Linked DNA regions of Ovis aries: region 2 is linked to region 1. Evidence: chromatin contacts called from public Hi-C data. All regions are on one chromosome and are shown on one strand. The core of a region is the stretch at or near the end of the contact, and the rest is flanking DNA. Distances in the headings are between cores, read along the strand shown.

Region 1 (5,174 bases), core at 1,412-3,911:
AACTTACTTCACTCTGTATAATGGGCTCCAGCTTCATCCACCTCATTAGAACTGACTCAAATATGTTCTTTCTTACAGCTGAGTAATATCCCATTCTGTACATGTACCACAACATCCTTATCCATTCATCTGCTGATGGACATCAAGGTTGCTTCCATGTACTAGTTATTGTAAGAAAGGCTACAATGAACAGTGGGGTACATGTGACTCTTTCAGTTCTGGTTTCCTCAGTGTGTATGCCCAGCAGTGCGATTGCTGGGTTGTATGACACCTATATTTCCAGTTTTTTAAGGAATCTCCACACTATCACCCTAGTTTGTACCAGTTTGCATTCCCACCAGCAGAGTAAGAAGGTTCCCTTTTCTCCACACCCTCTCCAGCATTTATTGTTTGTAGACATTTTTTTTTATTCTAGTCATTCTGACCAGTATGAGATGATACCTCATTGCAGTTTTGATTTGCTTTTCTCCAGTAATGAGTGATGTTGAGCATCTTTTCATGTGTTTATTAGCCATCTGAATGTCTTTTTTGGAGAAATGTCTGCTACTTCCTTGGCCCACTTTTTGATTGTTTTTTTTTTTTCTTTTATTGAGCTGCATGAGCAAGCAATAGTATTTTTATGATGAAAAATTGATATAGACTGGGTGTATACCCAGAAAAGGTGAAAACTCAAATTTAAAAAGATACATAAACCCCAATGTTCATAGAAGCACTATTTACAATAGCCAATGCATGGAAGTAACTTAGGTGTCCATCAACAGATGAATGGATAAAGAAGGTATGGTACATTATACAATGGAATACTACTCAGCCACACAAAGGATGAATCACACTATATGAAGCAACATGGATGGACCTAAAGATTATCATGGAGAAGGCAACGGCACCCCACTCCAGTACTCTTGCCTGGAAAATCCCAGGGACAGAGGAGCCTGGTGGGCGGCAGTCCATGGGGTCGCTAGAGTCAGACACAACTGAGCAAATTCACTTTCACTTTTCACTTTCATGCATTGGAGAAGGAAATGGCAACCCACTCCAGTGTTCTTGCCTGGAGAATCCCAGGGATGGGGGAGCCTGGTGGGCTGCTGTCTATGGGGTCACACAGAGTCGGACACGACTGAAGTGATTTAGCAGAGATTATCATACTAAGTGAAGTGAGAGAGAGAGAAGAATATCATGATATCACTTATATGTGGAACCTAAAAAATATATATATAAATGAACTACCTTATTTATACAACAGAAACAGACTCACAGACATAGAAAACAAACTTATGGTTACCAAATGAAAATTGGAAGGTAGAAGGATAAATTAGGAGTTAGGGATTAGCAAAAACACACTAGTATATATATGAAATAGATAAACCACAAGGACCTACTGTATAGTACAGGGAACTATATTCAATATCTTGTAATAAACTGTAATGGAAATGAATCTGAAAAAGGATAAATAGATAACTAGATTGATAGATAGATGTAGCTGAATTGCTTTGTTGTCCACCTGAAACTAACATAACATTACAAATCAACTGCATTTCAATTTTAAAAATTAATATAGATTTTCAATTTATAATGCATCAAGTTAGTTAATATTTTCCTTTATCATTAGCCATAAAAGTCCTATGTTAAATGACTCTATGTATGTGAGTTCTTATTATATTATTACATGACATCACACTAACTATTAATAACATGCTGTAACTCTCAAAATCCCCAAGGCATATTGGTAGAATGAGAAAGCCAAGGAGAGTTGGAGGTTACCAACAAGGTCTCCACACTTCAGAACCAGCAGCAGCACAAAAACACCAGTCCCTTCACATATTTCTAACATCTCCACAGCCAAGGGAGGCAATACACCAAATTGATTCTGAAGGCAAAAATGAGTGTCACTGGGGGAATAAAATTGGGAAAAAATTATTAGCATGGAGGAGCATCTGCTGCCATCACAATGAAATACAGGCACATAGACCATTTTAAAATTACAAGATTCACAACAATGAAACTAATGTATGGACAGAAAACCCAGTAACTGTCTCTGCGTACCCGTGCCCTCTAGCTGCTTGCTAACATCCTTATCCCAGACCTGTGAATCACTAAAACGGCTGCAAAAATTGCCAAAATAACCTCTGAGAAGCAGATGGTTATGAAGGCTTCTGTCCAGATGCCAGAATCCCATATGCTTGCCAATCTGTGTTTCCAGCATGCACCATTATATTTAAAATTATATTTTTCCTTTTCCTGCCATGTTCACTCTACCATAATTAACAAGGTTCTAATACTTTTCCAGAAAACAAGATACAACACAGCCTGTTTGCCTTCCTTCTATAAATAGAAATGTTAAAAGCAAGGGTTGGACACACATTCAACTTAGGTTGCAACTCAACTATTTGGGACCCACATTAGTGGTCTTCATAGAGTCTTTTATATCATTTTTCATTTCAACCAAGTCATTGTCTCCCCTAAGCTCTCCCAATACCACGGTACTAAGAAGGCTGCTCCTTAATTCTTTTCCAAGTCTACTAGGAAAAAAAAAAAAGAAGAACAGTTTCTTATTATGGAGTTTTTATTATACAAACCAAGAAGGGGAACAGTAAGAAGCAAATTCTCTAGTTTAGAACAATGTGCAGAGTTCTCAAGCCAGCAATGCTTGGCTCACATACCCCACACATCATGACAGCCAAACCTTTGGCACCATCTCAGAGGCTAAGCTTTTAGATACCAAAACAAAGCACTTTGATCAGCACCCAAGGTTTCATGTCACAGTGAGAACTGAAATATTTCCCAAATCCAACTTGACCCTTTGAGGAGCTCAGCAAAACAATACCATTGTTCAGAGGTCAGTCTTTCCAACAATCAGTTTTTCTATTGACTTGTTTACTTGCCTCTAGACCAGAATACCCACCCCCTCCAGGGTCTGGCATCACTGGATGTGGAAAATGTCCAGAATTTCACAAATTGTCTATTTTCACAACAGTCAATTTGGCATATTTACATGCTCCAATGTAGAGCTTTGAAACTACCAATCATTATAAACAGCATTCTCTCACATTTCTCTTATGTTATTTTCCCAGGAATCTCTTATGTTATTTTCCCAGGTATCTCTTACATTATTTTCCCTGTGTACCATACCTATGATATTGGAAAGGAAATATCCTTAAACATTCAGCCTTTCCACAACAACAAAAAGAAGCTTAAATTTATTTCAGTGAATATTTTGGAGTTGTAGAACAGTGCGTTAATTTTATTAGCAAATCTGAAACAATATTGTTGTTTTATTTGTCTGTTTGATGCAGGGAAGCCGATATTTTTGAAAAATTTAGATTACATTAAGATATGTGAATCTGAATCAGCAATTTAAAAGTAAGTATTATGACATTTTAATTACATGTTAATGGTTAAACCTTGGAAGTGATGCTGATTTAAGTCAAAATAACTTTTGAGAGTGTTTTTCTTGCCTGCAGCTATCTGGATACCTGACAGGAAGGAAATGGGAAAAGAGAATAAAAAGAGAATAAGTTCTAACTAAAAAATCTAATGAGTTGTGAGTCTGGGTTTTTTTGTTGTTAATTTGCATTAGGGTTGATAATAGCAATGGAAAGATGTAGGTGCAGTAGGCAACGTTTGGACACGTGAGCATGCAGGCTACTATGGTTGCAATTGTTTTACAAAAGTGTCAACACTGAGGATGAAAAATTAACGACCAACACTGTAATGCACAATTTCTGTCTACATGTATGCCATTGCTTCCACTGTCACATGATCTTATATTTAGGTTCTGTTGAACTCCAGAGGAAGGAAGGAAAGGAGGGAGGGAGGGAGGAAGAAGCTGAGAAATTCAGTAAGATTAGATGAAAACACCAAAATCCCAGAACATCTTTTTCTCAGTATTTCTTCTTCCGAAGGAAAGAGAGGAAAACTACAGAAATAGATGAAAATATTTACTTTGAGAAACTAACAATAATGGGTTAAAGGCAAAGATTCATTAAAATTTTGTACTTAAATATATTGATCTTCTATAAGAAAATCATAAAGACCTAAAATAAGGCCACTTATGGATAATCTAAAACAAATTGAAATGGATAAATATTATTAATATGTTTCTATCAGAGAGTGGTGTTTTATTTACAGTAATTTTTTTCATTGATTTTGCTCTGGACTTCCTAATAATGTTTGTAATTATTTTTTCTTAAACTTAAAGCTCCAACCACACTAAAATCTTTGCATTTAATGAAGCACTTGCCTCATGGCCCTATGGTTTTCCACAGGCTATTGTTCTGTGGAGAATATGCATTTTCTACAATCCCTGATACACAGAAAACTAGCCAACAAGGAAGTTTTTTGTTCATATGAACAAAAGAGAATCCAGATACAGATATAGGCATGAGATAATTTTTTATATTATAAAGATGACAAATCAAATCAGTGAGTTAATTATTTTGTCCACAACAAGCATTGGAAGAATTGGCAAATTATTCAGAAAATAAGTAAACCTAGACCCCTGCCTTATGGTTTATTCAAAACTAGATTCCAGAACTTTAGTAGTTTGAAAATTTAAAATAAAACTATATAACTATTAGAATATCATTTATAAAAATAATTTTTCTAAAAATCAGCTACAGTGTGCAAAGTTATGGAAAAAAGAACAAGTAACTAAACATAGGATGCAAATAACTATTAATATATATGATGATAAACTTAATGATTAGATAAGTATAAATCAAAATATCTAGTCTATACATCTTATCACTTATCAGAATATCTTATAAATATGTGAGGGGAATGAAAAAAGTCATTCTCAAATGTGAGTGGAATTCTAAATATGGATTTTAAAGGACATTTAGACAATAACTCCAAATTCCAAATGTGCATATATGTCAATCCAGAAACTTTAGTTTTGAGGAATCTGTCTCATAGTTATATTCTTACATGCATACAAAGACACACAAACACATACACACATAGTCACTGTAGTATCATTTGCTATATATTGCAACAATATGGAGATAACAAAAGTGCATCAACAGGAGATTGGTTAAATCAGTTAGAACTCAACCGTACAACAACAAATTTAGGCTACCATTAAAAAGCATAAAGTATGTCTATACTAACCAAGCTGGAAAAATCTTCATAATATGCTTTGAAGTCAAAACAAACTGTTTAAGAACAATATGCAT
Region 2 (5,174 bases), core at 1,293-3,792, 320 kb after region 1:
GACTACTCAGCCAACTATATTGCTAGAGCTGTCTCCAGAGACCAAATTTGCTAACATAAACATCTATTGCTCAAAGAGAAAAGGCAGCTTAAACGGAAAAAGTTTTAAATCAAAATGTACGCATTAAATATGGGCTTAGACTTTAGAGGCTGACTAATTTTGTAACTACCAAATAATTTCTTCAAGAGAAGTTTAACCAGTTTTATATCCTATTCACTGATAAGAGAGCACCATTTAACATACAATCTGTACTTCAAATGACCCATTACATACATCCTATGACTCCTTAAAATTTACTACAGTTTTGTTTGAGGCAAATACTTATTTTGTGTTAAAATTATTTGGCTACACTAATCAAACGATGCTGGTTTCTTTTGGCTAAGTTGGGCAGCGAAAAACTTGAGAAAAATAAGCCATATAAATGAATACTGGACATTTCTATACATGCACTTTAGATTTAAAAATAAATGCAACCCTGTACAAACCTCCTAGCCATTGGTGACATTCTTAGCAGCGCAGAGAGGGCGTGAAATATATTAAAATTACTTGGGAATAGTTTTATGTCATGTTCCCCCTGCCCCCACCCTTTGTATCTGAAATACAGCACAATTGGTGTGGGGAAGGAGCAAGGTTAACTTTCCCTGCGGTTAAGAGAGATCACACCCCCACAGTTGCAACCACTGTCCAAGGACACCGCACTAAAGGCGAATGGGAGTGTGTATAAACTCAGTCACTTTCCCCAAGGTAAACACAGTTTTGAGGAATTCTGTTTTCTTTTTTGGCTTCACCGCCAGTAAAAAGATCACAGCCTATCTCTAAGTCACGAGAGAGCCAATACGTCAACTAGGAGAGAGGTGACTCTTCTTTCCCCGTTTCTTGCCCTGGCCTAACACTTCATCTCCTCCCTGCGGCCAAATTACCAAACGAGCAGAGAAGGTCACCAACCGGATCAGCATGAAAATGTCCGTCCTGGCACCCTCGCAGTCTCAACTCCAACGTGCCTTATTTTTTTTTCTTTCTAATCCCAACCAAAGCACACGACTCAAGAATGAACCCCACCCCGACCATGGTCCCCATTTTCCAACCTCATCCTCCCAGTCTGGCTGCCCTGATGATGTGCCAGGTGAATGAGCTAAGGAATAAAACAAAGACAGACTTCGGGGCCGAAGTTAGGGCAGCCGGCGCGGGGTACTAGAGAGCAAGAAACACTTGAGAACTAAGAAAAAGGTCCAATGGCTCGTGAGCAGACTGCGCCGCGGAAGCGCAAGCCCGGGCGGATCAAAGCAGAAAGGCAGGGAGGGAGAAGAGCCCCAGGAAACTGGCCAAATAGACATTTGGGGAGCGAACGAGAGACTCGCTCCCTCTGGCGTTGAGGGATCCGCAGTCGGAGAGGAGATGCGCCCGCGTCCAGCTGACCGGAGCCGACTCACCCTTAGGCGGGTCGCCCTTCGCGACCCCGCACTGCGCCCGGGGTCCCCCTGCGCCGCCTTCTTCCCACGCCCGCCGCCGCGCCGCGCCGGGTCCAGACAGGGCGACCGGCGCGGGCGGGGCCGCTTCTCCCGACTCCCGTTCCCCGTGCGGCCCTCCCGGCAGGACACTCCCAACCGGAACCCCGCGCCTACCTGTAGCACCAGCGGCTCGGGGTTGAAGGCCAGGGTCAGCAGCAGCTGCATGCGCTCCGAGTCCTTGAGGTTGCGGAGCAGGAAGCTGCCCGAGTCCTTGGTCTCGGCATAGCGGCGCACCAGGCGGTCGAGCAGGCGCTGCGAGGGGCAGTGCACCAGGTCGGACCAGCCCTCCACCGCCTCCGGCGTGAGCAGCCGCACGTCGCCGTTGAGGCGCGCGAACTCGGTGCGGGGCATGGCCTGGAGCAGGTCGCAGCGGGGCCGGCCGGTGGCCCGCTTGCAGATGCTCTGGTCGAGCTGCGCCAGCTCGCGCTGCGAGCCGAGGCGCTTGAGCACCACTCGGCGGCGGCCGCCCTCGCGGGGCTCGCCGTACTGCGCGAAGTAGACGTTCTTCACGTTGAGGAAGTCCAGCAGGCGCAGGCGGCCCCACGCCTCGAACACCACCTGCCCGTTGAGGAAGCGGCGGCACCAGCTAGTTCCGAAACACGCCGGGCACTTATTGAGCTGCAGGAAGCGCCGGTCGGCCAGCTCGTTGCGCTGCCAGGAGGCGAGCAGCGACGGCGAGTGCAGCACCATCAGCACCAACAGGCTGCCCAGCGCCGCCAGCTTCAGCGAGCGGGACAGGCGGCCCAGCTTCGGGGGCACCAGGCGCCACATCCCGCCCGCCGCCCGTCCGCCAGCACCCGGAGGGCGAGGGCACCCCCGGGGCGCCCCCGCCGCGCCGAAACCCGGAGAGCGACCGGCAGGGGCCCCCGAGCGAAAGAAGGAGCAAGGCGCGCGGGCTGGGGCGGGAAGCGGAGTAGGTGTGTAAGAGAGACGGAGAGCGGGAAGCAGCCGGCCCGAGCAGGCTGCGACTTCTCCCAGTCACTAGTCTCCACAACTCTCGAGCTCCCTCCTCCGAGCTCCCCGCCCTCCGACTCCGGCGGCGCCTCCTCCAAGCCAGTCAAGTTATACAGCAACGGGAGGAGGGAGGGAGCGCGGGGACTCGACGGCCGCGCGCCCGCTTCCGCCGTGCGCGCACGCGCACCACTCGCTGGGGGCGCGAGAGCTGCTGCGGAGGTGGCCGCCTGCGGGACGAGCAGGGTCTCTGAGAAAAGGAGGGACTCACGGAAGGGGAAGAGAAGCTGGAATGACTCACACCGAAAAGTAGCAACAGTGTAGGAAGGTGGGAAGGATGAGGTGCCCGCGCGTCCCTGACGCCTCACGCCCCGGTTCGTGCGCGCTGACTCTCCAGAGGGAGAGCGAGGGGGCAGGGGGGCGGGGCTGGGGGCGGAGCTAGCGCGCCGCCGAGAGCGCGTCGGCGTGGGCTCCCGGGGGCAGCTTTGTGGTGGGGGGAGGGTTGCTCCACGGGGCGGAGCTCGAGCTTTTGGAGGCGGGGTAAACTCGCGAGCTCCTGTAGTGAAATTATTTAATACTTTTAGTAACAGTTACTCTTTTGAGATTGTTGCCTTTTTCCTGGGACCTGTTTTTCGCCGTTGTGGAAAGTCACCTAAGGGGAAAAAAATAAAGGACGCGCAGAAGCCTATTGCAAGCCCCTGCCCTCCGCACGGCGCGCCCGGGGTGGAGGCCGAGTAGGCGGGGCGGCTGGCTCTCCGGGCCTTATATGGGTGGGGGCGCGCGCCCGGGGGCGGGGCGGGGCGAGGCGAGGCCGCGGCGGGAGCTCGCCTTCCCCCGGTCCCGCGCGCCGCTCACTCCGGGGGCGGGCCTGCGAGGAAAACGTGGGAGAAGGCGTGAGTTGTGGCGGGACTGTTTAGGGGCTTCACCTTCGGCATCTGTCGCGTCTGTGACAGCATCTTAAATTAAAGCTGAGTGGTAACCAGAAAAGAGAAGTCTGCGAGGCAGCGTCATAAAAAATGGCAAAATAGGATGAAGAGAGAACAGACGCGGCCTGGCGTCTCCAGGAAATCTGCCCTAGCCACTGCGAAAGAGCTGGGACTAGCAGCTAATTTGCTCCCGCCAGCTTCCCCAGCCGGTTTCCTTCCACTGAAGGCGTTTTCTTCAACTCCGGGGAGTCTGTCCCAGGGCCTCCCTTGAGGCGCGGGCGGGCCCTCGCTTCCCCCCTCGGACTCAGGCCTGCCCCAAGAGCCGCGACGCGTTGCTGTGACAGTAGCCATGGGGACCCGAGCTGCCTGGTGCTCCACACCTGCACCTTGGCTCAGCTTCATGCCACGACTGCAAAAATAACTCGGAAATCTAGCTCCAGCACCTGATTTTGGTAGAAGTTTAAGGGAACCCAGACTCTACAGTAGCTGAAATATGCAGTTATACTGCTTTTCAGTTATAGCGCTAAAGTAATTAAAATGAGTAGTTTTTCTGATGGACAAGTGATTCCTTATGCAGTGTTAAAACATCTGGGTTTTAGCCGAGTTAATGATAGGGATTGAACAGTGATGTTTAGGAGACCCATTCATTGGCATATAGAAATCAACTCTGCTAAGACTGAAGCTAAGTCGCTTCAGTCGTGTCCGACTCTGTGTGACCCCATAGACAGCAGCCCACCAGGCTCCCCTGTCCCTGGGATTCTCCAGGCTTAAAGAGAAAAGTCTACTGCTTTCTTTGTGGTGTTCTCAACACTGTTTACTTGTAAAAGGAAGAGCTATATTCCAGAAGTACTGTTGTAGTCAGTGTTTTGACCTTCCTGATACAAGAATTCAAACTTTGGGGGAAAAAACATACTTGTACAATTAATAAATATATTCAGCGTAGAAGTGACTATTAAATGATGTTACACTGATTCCAGACAAATTGGGCGGTTTTAGTTCTTCCAGTTTGTGCAAAGTGACTGCTGAGGAAGTTTGATAACGCTAAGGATTTTTTGAAGCCTTTGGCAGTAACTTAACTTACTTTCAGAGCATCCCATAACTTCATGAAATGTAGAATTCAATTAATACTAGAGGATATATGTGGAATTGCTTTAAAACAATAAAAACACTACATATATTTTATATTTTTATTTAGAGTGAATGATTCCATTGGAATTATTGCCAGTGATTAAACTGAGAGAACTGAGGTATAATGCAAGACTATTCCTGGAGGAGGGAGTGGAAACCCATGCCACTATTCTTGCCAGGAGAATCCCATGGACAGAAGAGCCTGGTGCAGCACAGTCCACAGGGTCACAAAAGTCAGACATGACTGAAGCAACTGAGCAGGCACCCAAGACTTATCTAGAGGATTCAGCCCAGCTCACTCGCTCAGTCGTGTCCTACTCTTTGCGACCCCATGAATTGCAACACGCCAGGCCTCCCGGTTCATCACCAACTCCCGGAGTTCACTCAGACTCATGTCCATCGAGTCAGTGATGCCATCCAGCCATCTCATCCTCTGTCGTCCCCTTCTCTTCCTGCCCCCAATCCCTCCCAGCATCAGAGTCTTTTCCAGTGAGTCAACTCTTCTCATGAGGTGGCCAAAATATAGGAGTTTCAGTTTCAGCATCACTCCTTCCAATGAACACCCAGGACTGATTTTCTTTAGAATGGACTGATTGGATCTCCTTGCAGTCCAAGGGACTCTCAAGAGTCTTCTCCAACACCACAGTTCAAAAGCATCAAT

What was found. Hi-C and Micro-C count contacts between places; a contact is called where the count stands out from the background.
Region 2: a contact with region 1 is called in a Hi-C map of liver, with 5 times the contacts expected there. The contact joins the promoter of DIPK2A here to the enhancer-like site in region 1. A contact is called at or near these places in 2 of 16 Hi-C or Micro-C datasets (hypothalamus and liver).

What each region holds. Positions count from the first base shown.
Region 1 is chr1:245,205,545-245,210,718 of ARS-UI_Ramb_v3.0, forward strand. No RefSeq gene overlaps it. Among named protein-coding and RNA genes, the nearest start is that of DIPK2A, 320 kb to the right of the region's middle. Within about 2 kb of position 2,662, at least 14 of the 54 cell types and tissues checked have an H3K27ac peak or open chromatin away from gene starts, as enhancers often do. A contact at or near this core is called in hypothalamus and liver, where this site is marked.
Region 2 is chr1:245,521,143-245,526,316 of ARS-UI_Ramb_v3.0, forward strand. It overlaps DIPK2A (divergent protein kinase domain 2A), which reads right to left and starts at 2,543. Exons shown (of 3, transcript XM_027959602.2): 1 at 1,623-2,543. The coding sequence starts at 2,279.